Linked DNA regions of Mus musculus: regions 2 and 3 are each linked to region 1. Evidence: chromatin contacts called from public HiChIP or PLAC-seq and promoter capture Hi-C data. All regions are on one chromosome and are shown on one strand. Each heading gives the region's core, a stretch centred on a gene start, on an enhancer-like site or on the middle of the called end of the contact. The rest is flanking DNA. Distances are from core to core; before and after follow the strand shown. Region 1 holds the start of D2hgdh (D-2-hydroxyglutarate dehydrogenase). Region 2 holds the start of Pdcd1 (programmed cell death 1). Region 3 has its middle 27 kb from the start of Pdcd1.

Region 1 (4,038 bases), core at 317-2,816:
AAGCTGAGCAGATGCAGGCAGCCGTGTCCACAAGTGCTCACTTTAGCCAAGTGCTACACCTTTTAATCTGCCGATTTTATTCTCAGAAGACCTTGGTGGTGTCATCAAAGGGATATGAGGCAAGCGGACGAGGAATCTGTTCCCCTCGCCCACGTCCTGGCTCACCCCGGACGGTCTTCAGCCAGTCAACGTTGCATGTCTGCAGTTGCTCTGGATCTGTGATAACTCTGCCAGGTATGATGCATTCAAATGCAGCCAGGTCCTCCTCGGACACAGTAGAAAACGGCAGCCGTTGCACCGGATATCGCTCAGGGGTCAGCGTCACCTCTGGGCCGCCAGCTACCACGGAGTATGCTCTGTGAGCCAAGGGGCTGTACACACCCCGAGGGCAACCCAGCCGCTTCAACCCCACACAAGCTCTCTGGGTGTAGGTCCTCCTCCATCCTGGAGATGCCCAGAGGACCCTTGCAGACCATCTGGACACCAGAGGGAGCACCATTGTTCCTGCTCTTGAGAGGGGGCTGGGAGGGGGGGGGGGAGAGAGATTGAATTTGCGATTCGTAAGCAATGAAGCAATGAGAAAGCCCCACAATAACCTCTGCACCCCATCTGAAGTCACCTACACAAAGCCGCCTACAGCGGCTGTTCTCAACCTGTGGGTCGCGACCCCTTGGGAGAGTCACATATCAGACATAATGCACATCAGATTTTTTACATTGTGCTTCATAACAGTAACAAAATTAGTTATGAAGTAACATTGAAAACGTTTTATGGTTGGGGTTCACGGAAACACGAGGGTCCCAGTGGTCAAGGAACGTTGAGACTCGCTGGCCTAGAGAACAGGGCGGCTTGGGGCTGCAGGATGCAGAGGACTGGAGTCTTAGGAGGGTTCGGTTCTTAATGTTTCGCCCTGCAGTATTACAGTCCCGAGACTCCACTGAGTGAATACCTATGGGCGGTGCTGGCTCTCCAGGGCATTCATTGTATTTTAACTTTTGCAAGAAAAAGGAAGGTATCCCGGAATTGTGCACCCAAACACAATTGAAAGGAGAATTTTACATTTTACGTAATACTCTGCCACCAGTTTTACAAAACCTGGGTACATCAACAAAAAATGGCTTAAAAGAGGGAAGGGAAGGAAACCGGCCCGCACACTGGTAGCTATCCAGAAGAGGCCGCCTTCCAACTGAAGGCTCGCTCTATTTGGCTGCTGCTTCCGCCTTACCTGAGACGAAAAAACACAACACGACATGCGCAGAGCATGCGCATGCGCCATGTGTTGTGACGTCAAGGAGGACCAACTATTTGCACTCCCAGCCCACACGGCCCGTGGGTGTAAGTGAGAAGCGATGCGACTAGGTTCGCCCTGCCGGCAATCCCAACTCACACCTGACCTGTGCAATCACTTGACAGGCCACAGCCCGGACTGCACAGACTCAGACACCAGCACCCTCCACCCAGGAACTACAGCTAGCCCACTACGCACCCTAGCTTCCGTCCGAGTGCAAAGACCGAGTCCGCACCCGCACCCTGCTTCCCACCCCTGCAGAACCGTAGGCCTGAACTAGAGGGGTGGAGCGAGAGACTGCGCATGTGTGTCAGCCCGCCCTTCCTACCTCACTCCACCCTGCTGAGTGTGCCCCGCCCTTCCCAGACCTTCGGCCTTGTTTATGTTCCTGCTGACCCAACCTGAGTGCCCCCCAGGTCCCAAAGTGGCGAGTATCCTGCTTTGACCAAAATCCGACTCCACGCACTTTTCCCAACTGGCCTCATTGTGGTCCACCCGACTAGCCCCAAAAGATAAGCGGTCACATCTTCAGTTCACTGTGGCTTTTTCCGCAGGGGCCACTGTCACCCTTAGAAGCTCCTCTCTTCCCCAGGCATTTCTGTCTCCCTCGATCTCCTTCTATCGATCCTACGAATCTCTGCCCTCTTCCTCTCTTCCCCGGGCTTCCCGTCTCACCTAGAGTCACTGGTCCATCAGCAGACACGACTCTGCCCAACCCTCAAAGAAACAACAAAAGCCCGAGGCTTAACCATAGGGATCACAAAGGCCAGCCCAGCTCTACAGAGCATCCCTGACCTCCTGGGGCCAGGCCCAGCCACCCAGTCCTCAAGCAGGTACGCAGTAACTTTTAGCAAATCCAAGGCACAGAGCTGCAGCCCAGCAGTAGTTTTCCTGGGCTGAGTCTGAATTATACTGTCTCCCTTCAACTCCCAGCCCTAGGTAACAGGTAATTGCTATTTCTTGCAATTATTCTGTTACTTCAGCATCCCCCAGCTATATTCAGCTATAAATAACCCCAGTAGTTTCCATTTTGCTGGCTGGACAGACCTGGTATCTGAAACAGGGTTCATCTCCCAGTTTCCTGGGGCAGCTCCAGAAACTGTCACTTCTCCCAACTTAACCACTTCCGTTTCCCATCGAGGAACAAGCCTGGAAGTACCTTCTTTAAGATGTTAAGATAATTACTTTAGATCTCTGTACCAGGGAAGAGCAGGAGGCTCCTGAAGCTGAGGCAAGAACAGAGAGGTATAGTGGTGCCAACTAAAAGCCAAGGCACTGTGGTAGTCCTTGCAAACTGGATATAAGAATATGCTGGGTGGTGGTGGTGCATGCCTTTAATCGCAGCACTTGGGAGGCAGAGGCTGGCAGATCTCTCTGAGTTCAAGGCCAGCCTGGTCTACAGAGCAAGTTCCAGGACAGCCAGAACTACACAGATAAACCAAAAAGAAAAGAGAATGCAGCATTTAGGGATCAACAGCTACACAGTGTGTGCTGGGAGGGATCAAGGTACAGCTGTACCTCCAGAAGAGCAATTCCCTCAGGTCTGCTCACCCTCCCAGGTTTATCAGACAGGGGCATTGGGACATGGTTAACACATACTAGTTGAAAGGACATTCCAGAGGCTTCTACTGGGCTGTTTCTACCAAGTTGGCCCATACTCCATAGGCCACTGAGGGTATTTAGAAGTTATCAAGACTGTCAATGTACTGGACAGTTCTGTTAACTTGACACAAGCTAGAGTTATCTGAAAGGAAGGAATCTTAGTTGAGAAAATACCTCCAATACGACCCTCCCTTTAAAAAATAAAAAATGGCATTTTTGGGCTGGAGAGATGGTCCAGTGGTTAAGACTGCTCTTCCAGAGGTCCTGAGTTCAATTCCCAGTAACTCACAACCATCTGTAATGAGATCTGATGCCCTCTTCTGGTGTGTCTGAAGACAGTAACGGTGTACTCACATACATAAAATAAATCCTTTAAAAAAAAAAAAAGGCATTTTCTTAGTGATTGATAGGAGAGGGCCCAGCCCACTGTGGGTGGGGCCTTCTCTGGGCTAATGGTCCTGAATTCTATATGAAAGCAGGCTGAGCCAAGCCATGAACTCAAGCCAGTAAACAGCACCTCTCTATGGTCTCTGCATCAGCTCCTGCCTCCAGGATCCTGCCCTATTTGAGTTTCTGTCCTAACGTTCTTTGGTGATGAACAGTAATGTGGCACTGTGAGTGTCTCCAAGGTCATGGTGTTTTATCACAGCATTAGTAACCCTTAGACAATCAGTTACAGGCTCAGGAAAGACACCTACGTATTTGGTCCTTTTAAACACCCAGTACCCGATCACCAAAGCCAGCAGTATCTTGGACCCTTCCCCTAAAACCACAGCCTCTGACAAAGTGTTTCCCATGATGGATGCAAAGCTCGGTCTCATGCTGACCATGTTAACTCAGCACTGGCCAAGTAAATATCCAAGATGCCTCAGTAATGGATATGCCCAGATTCGCATGTGGAAGCCCTAGCCCCTAACCTGACTGGGGGCAGAGTCTACATGTCTGTAATTAAGGGTAAGCAGGGGCTTATGGCTGGGACCTTCAGGATCAGTTTTAAAGAAATCCTGGGGACTGGGGTGTAACTCAGTTGGTAGAGCACTTGCCTTGCATGCTCAGAGTCCTGTATCTCACTACACTGGCCAGCCTGGCTTGCAACTAGCTATGTAGACTAGGCTACCTACAGCTCAGGGAACAACCTGTCTGACTTC
Region 2 (4,026 bases), core at 663-3,162, 230 kb before region 1:
ATTGGGGATTGCGTGTGTGTTAAGAGATAGCATTACGTAGGACTCTATTGGGGAATAGAGTGTGTTAGAGATCTCATATCTGTATCTGAAGATAGCATGAGCCCTGAGGATTGTGTGTGTTTATTGCAGGATAGTATATGTGTTTGAGATTGTGTGGGCTCTATCATGTGTGCTGGGGATTGCATGTGTGTGGCTATTGGCATAGGGAAAGTAATTAGGGCTACCCCAGCAACAGCCTTGCTCCTCACCACACTGCTAGGGAGGAAAGGAGAAAGTAAGGACCAGAAGAAGGTACAGCAGAAGGGGAAAAGAGAAAGATAGGCAGAGGTCCTTTCACTCTCCACGGAAAGATATTCCAGTACCTGCAGGCCTGAGGTGTTGTGGAAAGCAATAGGGATGTGCTGACAGCCTGCTGCTCGGGCTCCTGCTCCTCTCCAGTCCTCATGATCTGCTCTGTATAGTCTGAGTCCCATAGGAAGATTCTAGATAGAACATCAGAGCAAGGCAGGGTGGAATCTGTCCAGAATTCACAATAGGCTCATAGCCAGTATCTAATCACCTAGCCTTGACAGGGGTCTTGCTACCCTGAGCATGCCAGAAAGACATAAAGGTATAAAGGAGGCTCTGTAACAGCCAGGCGTGGGGAGGGGATCCCCCTAGCTTCTGCCCACAGGCCCCATGCTGAGACTGGAGGCGGCCAGTCTGTGCCTCACACTCTTTTTCCATTTCTGTGCTGTTCAAAGTAATGTTTCCTTCCCCACCAAGCTAGTGCCTCTGAACCTGGGTGGCTGAGGCAGTTGCCAGATGGTTTCCAGGCGGGCTGCCTATTTTAGGGTGGTGAGACCCACACATCTCATTGCTAATATTAGCAGTTTCGTTTTCCCTTTTTTTCCCATTCACTGTGGCGAAACACAGAGAGCAGAATGATTAAATCATCAGAATGCCCCAGAAATGACTAGCCAGCCAGGTACTATGCATGCACACAAGTCGGCCCACCCCACCTAATCCCAGAGAGACAAGCAGGAGGTGAGGTGGGCCTCCACCTCCTAGGGACTGAGGAAAGTTGACTGGGAAAGACCTAGAAATTGAGTCTACCCCAGCCTGGTGTTAGGTTTTTCTCAGGGGAAGAGAAAGATGCAGGGCAGCAGAGCTAGCAAACCTAAGACAACTATAGAAGCAGAGAAAACAGTGAGATCCGGGCAGCAGATCCAGCATCTTGAAAGGAAGAAAAGCCTTAAGAGAAAGCAAGACCAGGCCCAGGGTCTTTCTGAACCTACAGGGGTGTCTGGAGAGGAAAGGCATCGTCTCGGGTCCTAGGAAATGTTCACTATAGCCCTTCGAGGCCTCCTCTGACCCATCAAACGGGAGCATGTGGGATAGCTGGGCTCTTGCTCCTCAGTAGTAAAGGACTAAGGCATAGCTCAGGGCATTCAAGGCCACGCATGGCAGACAAGGTAGGGGAGGGTCCAGCTTGCCCTCGCTGCGGCCATAGGTACCAAAGCCAGGCCTCGACACCCACCCTCCAAAGGGACAAGAGTCTGGCCCTAGTTTCAGTCTCTCTCAGCCCTGGGAGCTAAGGCTCGATCGGGGTACCAGGAATGGAAAAGACCAAACCTACCCACAAGAGGGGCTAGAAATGGAGAGGACCCCATAGCAGGACAAGAGGCAAGGACAGCTAGTCAGAGAGAACCCCCCCTCTCTGCTCCCCAATCTCTCACTAGTCCCTTACCTGCTCCTCCCAGGCATCGTTCCCTCCCACTCCCCTCCCCCTTCCATGCCCCTCCCCCACCTCTAGTTGCCTGTTCTCCCACCCTTGTGGAGGTGGAGGAAGAGGGGGCGGGAGCCAAGAACAGGTCTCCTCCCTCCAACATGACCTGGGACAGTTTCCTTTCCGCTACAGACAACTCTGCCTGAGCAGCGGGGAGGAGGAAGAGGAGACTGCTACTGAAGGCGACACTGCCAGGGGCTCTGGGCATGTGGGTCCGGCAGGTACCCTGGTCATTCACTTGGGCTGTGCTGCAGTTGAGCTGGCAATCAGGGTGGCTTCTAGGTATGTGGCTCCTAGGGATGTGGGATCAATTGGGGTTGGTGGCTGGGGCAGGGCTTGAAGAAACGTTCACCCTCGGTTCCTATTACTGGAGGGGAGGAACACCTGTGTCCCTGGTTACACGGATTGGCTCCTGGTTACACAGATTGGCTTTAGGTGGGTTTTACAGGTGAAATGCCCCCTGGGGCTCAAAATCCACCCCCTCCTTGCTTTTAGACAGACAGAACATTTATCTAACGTCAGTTGATCTTCTGTGTCCCTCTCTGTGAAGCGATGGTAGGTCTGAACAGAGCTCTGACCTCAGCCACTGCTTCAGGATTCTGGCAGGCCCTGGTATCCTTGGCCTTTCTCTATGTTTTTCTATGGTTGGGGACATCCCTACATGGAGCCTGCCCTACACACTGTATAGATGACTGAAGATCCAAGAGTATAATCAGCTGTCTACCCTCATGGACAAGCTTCCCGTGCTAGCATTTCTGGGGGACTCCCGAGTTCATATCCCTGGCCTCATAGCATCCTGGGGGTGGGGGGTGTGTGAAACGGAGAGGTCCAGGAATCCTGCTCAAATTCCTCACAGTGAAAACACAGCTCCCTGTACTCCTTACTCCTCACTACCCTGTACCCCTTGGCCCCTGCCCACCCTCTGGACTGAGCCAACCTTCACTGAGAACCTGGTCCTGGGACCAGAGGGAACTTTGTTTCTCCTGGATGTCAACAAACTCCTAGGTCAGAGCTACACCTGCGGCGCATGGAATTGTGGCCTAGACAAGCTTATACTCTTGTGCTGCCTTAACATCTTTGACCTGCAATGATGTTCCTTTGCTCATATGACGTCCCAGTCACCTTCACCCCAGCCTCTTCACTACCGTGAAAACAGGATGGGACTGGGAGCTGGGTGCTGGGTGCTTACCACCACAGGCCCTCTCCTGGGTTGCAGGCTAAGGCTGGTTGGGAAGCCAGGGACATTTTCCCTCCACGTACCCTCTTAAGATAGCCCATGGTTTGCTGTCAAGACTGGATGGAGGAAACAGACCTGAACATGGTAGATGGTCTGAGGCCCTAGGGTGAAAGATGTCCCTTGGGGAAACCTTGTCAGGAAACCCACGGAGCAAAGTCGGAAGGATTATGTGTCATTGGAGAGAAGCAACTGAGACAGAAAGGGGACTATGACTCACTCTGGTGACCTGGCACACTGGGCATGTCCGCAAATGAAGCTTTGATGAGACAATATGGAGATACAGATGTATTTATGCAGGCCTACTGTAGATTGTCTCTGACAAATGTCTCAAAGTGGCATGCCTCCTTCACGACCTGAATAGCTCAACGTGGGACACCTCACAGGCCAGTGCCATTTGGCAGCCGTGGACCTTTAGTCTAGTGCATTTCTTCCCTCCTGATTGGCCGCCCTTCTTTCTCTCTGTTAGTCCCACAGACAGTCCCTCTCATGCTGACTGTTTTAAAAGTCTCCCAACCTCAACAGCGGCTGTCTAGTGTCTAAGATGAGCAAAATTCAGGCTCAGAAATGGATCATCTCATACTCAGACTAAAGACAGCCATAGTGGATCGTGCCCATCAAAGTTCAAGACCAGTCTGGGCTGCCTTATAGGAAGAAAAAAAAAAAAAAAAAAAAAGTTAGTCCATAAAACCATTGGTGAGCATGGTGATCTTGGGCTTGTCTAATGTTCAGACAGCCCTGATTCAGAGTTTATGGGTACATTTTTCCCAGTTGTGTCTAAGGAACACTATCAACATGTGTGCTGGACCTCTGGCTCTTACAGCCTGATCACACACTCTTCTGTGATTTTTCCCTGAGCTTAGGGGTTCCATTCCAAATATACCAGTCAGTCTCTTTAGCATTTTCTCATTCACATTTTTTCCTTTTGTTCTTTTGTTGTTGGGGGGCTTGATTGTTTTGTTTTGTTTTGTACCTTATGGTGTATGGCCTGTGTGTATGTGCATCATGTGTGTGTCTGATGTCT
Region 3 (4,034 bases), core at 1,439-3,938, 250 kb before region 1:
GGGCTCCAAAATTACAGGCTTTGCCCACAGGCCCCTAAGCTGCTCCCAGCTAGGTCTTTCCGGCCATCCTCCAAGCCCAATGACGCTGGGCACTGTCTCTAATCTCTACAGGCTTGTTCTTTCCCAAGTGCACTCTGCTTTCAAGGCTCGGAGATCGGGGGCTGTCGGCTCCATTCATCCATCTACAGAGCCTTAAAAGCTCTCAGGAGCCTCCGTGATGATGACCGTGGAGAAATAATGGACCATAAACCCAAAAAAAGTTTCTCCACAGGTGCCAACGTCAGAAATTTAGACTACAATCCCAGAATGGTTAGGGTCCACAAGCACCGCCTTCTGGAAACTTTGAACTACAATGCCCAGCTGTCTTCCGTAGGGTTTGGACAATTCCTGGAGCAAGTGAAAGCCTAAAGGTGCCTGTGGTCGCCGGGAAGCTAACTATAACAATAAGGAACTGGAGAGTGCAGGGAACAAGACCAGCTGGGTTCAGTCCTCGCCTGTGCCCCTGGTCACACGACGCTGGCCGAGAGCACAAACAGGATCCGAGGCGTAAGCTAGGGCTTGAAACCGTCCTGGTTTCTAGCACAGAATTACTGCGGAGTCCAGAGTCGCGAGATGCCAGAGGCCACACTGCCCAATGCCGGTGGTGACTACATTGAAGCCTCCTTGAGGCTGTGAACACATAAACACCGTAAAATCCTGAATATACTAGGGTGCACAGGCTCCTCAGTTAGGGAGAATGGGCTACATTACCCAGAATGCATGCGCGCGTCAGGCTAGGTGAAAACCAGAGTATTCAAGCCTGTCACCTAGCCCTAACCATTTCGCTCCTCTGGGCGACACTTATGTAAACAGACTCATCTGACCCTCACAAAAATCCTCCTGCATCAACCTTCAGATAGCTGAGATTACAGCTGTGCTCTTCATGGGTAACTGTGGCAGTTTTACAAAGTAGCGGAGTCCCTGGACATAGCTCTTGCCTTTGCCTGTGCTCAGGTGTTAGCGCTTTTCCTGTTGACTGAGAACTTGAGCATAGCAGTTTGTACTCTACCTGATTAGCTATGTCCTGGAAGAGGGGTTTCTGCACTACTCCATTTCGGTGTTCTGAGTTGCTCGGGCGTTCAAAGAGGGACACTTAAGAATGAATTAAGGGCTCCTGGCAGCAAGGAGATCAGCCTCTGTGGACTAGATCTCAAACAGCAGAGCAAAGGCATTATTTATTCATTGTTACACTAAAGCTGTTCTTTGAGTAAAACAAGTTCCTCATACCCAAAGCCCCTGCTCTAATGTTTTGGAAGGAAAACATCGCGCTGCTACAACTTTAGTCCTTATTGGTACAGTATCTAATAATGCAAGATGCTCTAGGTGTGCCAGGATTGTCTTGTGGCCAAAATCATGCAAAGGCTGTAAAGATCCTTCAAAGAAAAAAAAAAACCCAACTCTATAAATAATCATAGAAAACAACCACTGTTTTGCACAAAGATTTCTTAAAGGTCTAAGTCCTTCTAGGAAACCATTGATTCTGTTTACACTACATACAGTGATTCTCCTAAAAATTCCACTATAGTTCCAGCGTAAACACCCTGGAAATAAGTTTCTACACCTTTCCTGCTTAGGTGCACCACTAAACACAGGTTTATACACTATTCATAAATAGTCATAGCGTTGGGCAGTGTTGACTAGAGATTTTCTTTATGACCTTTGAAACCCTAACCCTAACCTTAACTCAAGATCCAACCTACACAGAAACCCTAAATACTAGCATTAACTCTCCTAAGCATCTATCCCTAACACTAAACACAAATCTACCTAACCCTAACCCTCTAATACAAACCATAACCCCAATCCTAACCTTTTAAACCATAGCCCAAAGGTTACCTCAGCCCTCTAAAAAGCATAACCCTAACCTGGGACTCTGAGAGTCCCCGCTTTTTCCGTGTTCTGCCACTAGGTGGGAGCCTCTACAAGCCATTGCTCGCTCTGTTTGGTTAGTCTTTTCGTCTCTGGAGAGTCTGCCGGTTTCTCCGGTTTCTGCCACTGGGTGGCACCGTCTGTACGCTGTGTGTCTTGATTTGTGTTTTTAAAATGTAAAAGTTAATTTAAAAAAAAAAAAAAAAAGGCTCCTTTCCTCTCCTGGACCAGAAATTTCCAGTCATATCAAATCCCAAATAGGCTCCTGAAGTCTCACACACACCCCACCCCCACCCCTGCCACCCAGGCCCCAATAGCCACCTTCACCTGGGCAATGCTTCAGGGACTGTCCATGGACCATAGTTCAAACATATAATGAAGTGTCTGAGAGATACCACTGAGCCTTACAAAGAGAGCAGACATTACTAGACAACTCTAAATCGCCCACTGATATAATCCTCCCACACCCAAACATTAAGGGTTTGTCTTTAAAACACTGTACCCTTGAGCTTGAACACCCAGAGACTTTTCAGATGCATAAGTCCATTCTTTCCTGGTCTGGCCATCAATACAAAAGGACTCATGCATTTTAATTGGCTTAATTGGCATGGTTATCATTAACTAGCTCACATGAATTATTTCTCTATCAATATTCACCCTAGGAACTCCTGAGAGACCAGAGCTTTTGGGTCCAGACTCCATCTTAGAGAACTTGACTTATAGTTGAACTCGAGTTAGCTAACAAGCCTGCAACTAGCAAGAGCTTCTAGGTTACTTCCCAACAAATCTACTCCTCCAGGGTACAAGCCTTCCCCTGGCTAACAACCACCAGTCAGGAGAAAAACAGAAGTTAAGCTTGTGGTTTGGCTCCCAGCCCCAGCCAATTATGTTAAAGGCCATAAAGCTCCCCTCGCCCCATCAATCAAATGTGTCCCAGGCTAGGAACCTTCTTGCTTGTTTGCTTGCCTCTATAAAATGCTTACCTAAAACTAGGCTCAAGGCTCCACCTTCCTGTCCTGCTTGAGTAAAAGACCCTAGTGCGATTGCATCAGAGTCGACTCCTTGGTGGTCTTTTGGGGTTTGAGAACAGGTACACCAACAGCTCAAAACAAATCTAGCCACGTTTGCTTCCAGGTGACCCAGATAGACTCTACCGTCTATTTACTCACCCACCTCCTCCATGCATTTTGGCATGGTGTGAACACAATTCCCATGACAGTCTAGATCACTACTACAGTCTGCCAAGTCTCTTTTCATAAAACAAACAAAAACAAAAAAAACAAAACAAAAAAATCCCTCCTGGGGCTCAGCAAAGCCACTAAGTCCCATACCCATCTGGAGGTCCCTATTAGATCAGCTTTCTCCTTAATTCTCCTGTGAGCATAGTTCTGTCTAGCCCAGAGAACTACAGTCTATGCATAGCTTCTCTTGCTCCTGGTTCCCTCCGTAGCACCTGTCCTATGTTGTTTTCAGTTCATGGACATCTACAGGGACTTCAGACAGAGATAACCAAGTGTTCCTAAGGGCTTTGAGAAGCCAGTCTATTAGGACCGGATTTCTCTCCCAGCCTCTTGGGTTTCGAAGCCTTTGCCTTAAGATGAGATGGGAAGTTACACTGCTATTTCCCTCTCTTCACAGCAGTAAGATGGGTCCCATCTGCTCTCATGTCCCACACCCTCACAAGGCAGGCTGCAACAGGCTCTTCCATTGCTTGTTTTAAAGCCTTTCCCAGTTCCAGAAGTTCAGGCACTGAACATTCTCTGATCATCCTCGTTTTTTCATATAGGGCCATTGTTCATACTCACATCCACACACTGGATGCAGGTGCTGGATGTGAGTATTAACAATGGTCCTATACGAAAAAACGAGGATGATCAGGGAATGTCTTCTATCAATAGCCAGGACCATGCACTCACTACTCCAAACTTACCTTGGGTTCTCTTATGTTTCTGTTCAGATGCCAATTATGTTGTGACAAGCTTTTTCTGGAGAGATGCTATACACACACGTGATGGCTATTCTCTGTTGTTAACTTGACTATATTTAGAATGAACTACAATTCAGAAACAGAGGGCACACCTATGATCCGGATCTTGCTGATGCAAGACACTGTGACTCTAGAGAAC

Evidence for each region. HiChIP or PLAC-seq counts read pairs in DNA pulled down with a chosen protein or histone mark. Capture Hi-C pulls out chosen DNA fragments and counts their contacts.
Region 2: a contact with region 1 is called in a promoter capture Hi-C map of liver. The contact joins the promoter of Pdcd1 here to the promoter of D2hgdh in region 1. A contact is called at or near these places in 5 of 39 promoter capture datasets (the C10 cell line, embryonic stem cells, hippocampal neurons and 1 more), 1 of 115 datasets of contacts at active chromatin or transcription factors (double positive thymocytes) and 2 of 9 other capture datasets (adipose tissue and liver).
Region 3: a contact with region 1 is called in an H3K27ac HiChIP or PLAC-seq map of the HPC-7 cell line, with 14 times the contacts expected there. The contact joins the enhancer-like site here to the promoter of D2hgdh in region 1. A contact is called at or near these places in 7 of 39 promoter capture datasets (the C10 cell line, the HPC-7 cell line, Sertoli cells and 2 more), 5 of 15 datasets of contacts at CTCF or cohesin (the G1E-ER4 cell line, embryonic stem cells, large pre-B cells and 1 more), 17 of 484 Hi-C or Micro-C datasets (the G1E-ER4 cell line, LSK cells, cerebral cortex and 6 more), 21 of 115 datasets of contacts at active chromatin or transcription factors (DN3 thymocytes, the HPC-7 cell line, bone marrow-derived dendritic cells and 12 more) and 3 of 9 other capture datasets (adipose tissue, embryonic stem cells and liver).

What each region holds. Positions count from the first base shown.
Region 1 is chr1:93,822,768-93,826,805 of GRCm38.p6, reverse strand. It overlaps D2hgdh (D-2-hydroxyglutarate dehydrogenase), which reads right to left and starts at 1,566. Exons shown (of 10, transcript NM_178882.4): 1 at 1,487-1,566; 2 at 166-521. The coding sequence starts at 499.
Region 2 is chr1:94,050,439-94,054,464 of GRCm38.p6, reverse strand. Pdcd1 (programmed cell death 1) reads left to right here and starts at 1,912. Exons shown (of 5, transcript NM_008798.2): 1 at 1,912-2,050. The coding sequence starts at 1,975.
Region 3 is chr1:94,077,230-94,081,263 of GRCm38.p6, reverse strand. No RefSeq gene overlaps it. Among named protein-coding and RNA genes, the nearest start is that of Pdcd1, 27 kb to the right of the region's middle. Within about 2 kb of position 2,688, at least 39 of the 459 cell types and tissues checked have an H3K27ac peak or open chromatin away from gene starts, as enhancers often do. A contact at or near this core is called in the G1E-ER4 cell line, the HPC-7 cell line, bone marrow-derived dendritic cells and 2 more, where this site is marked.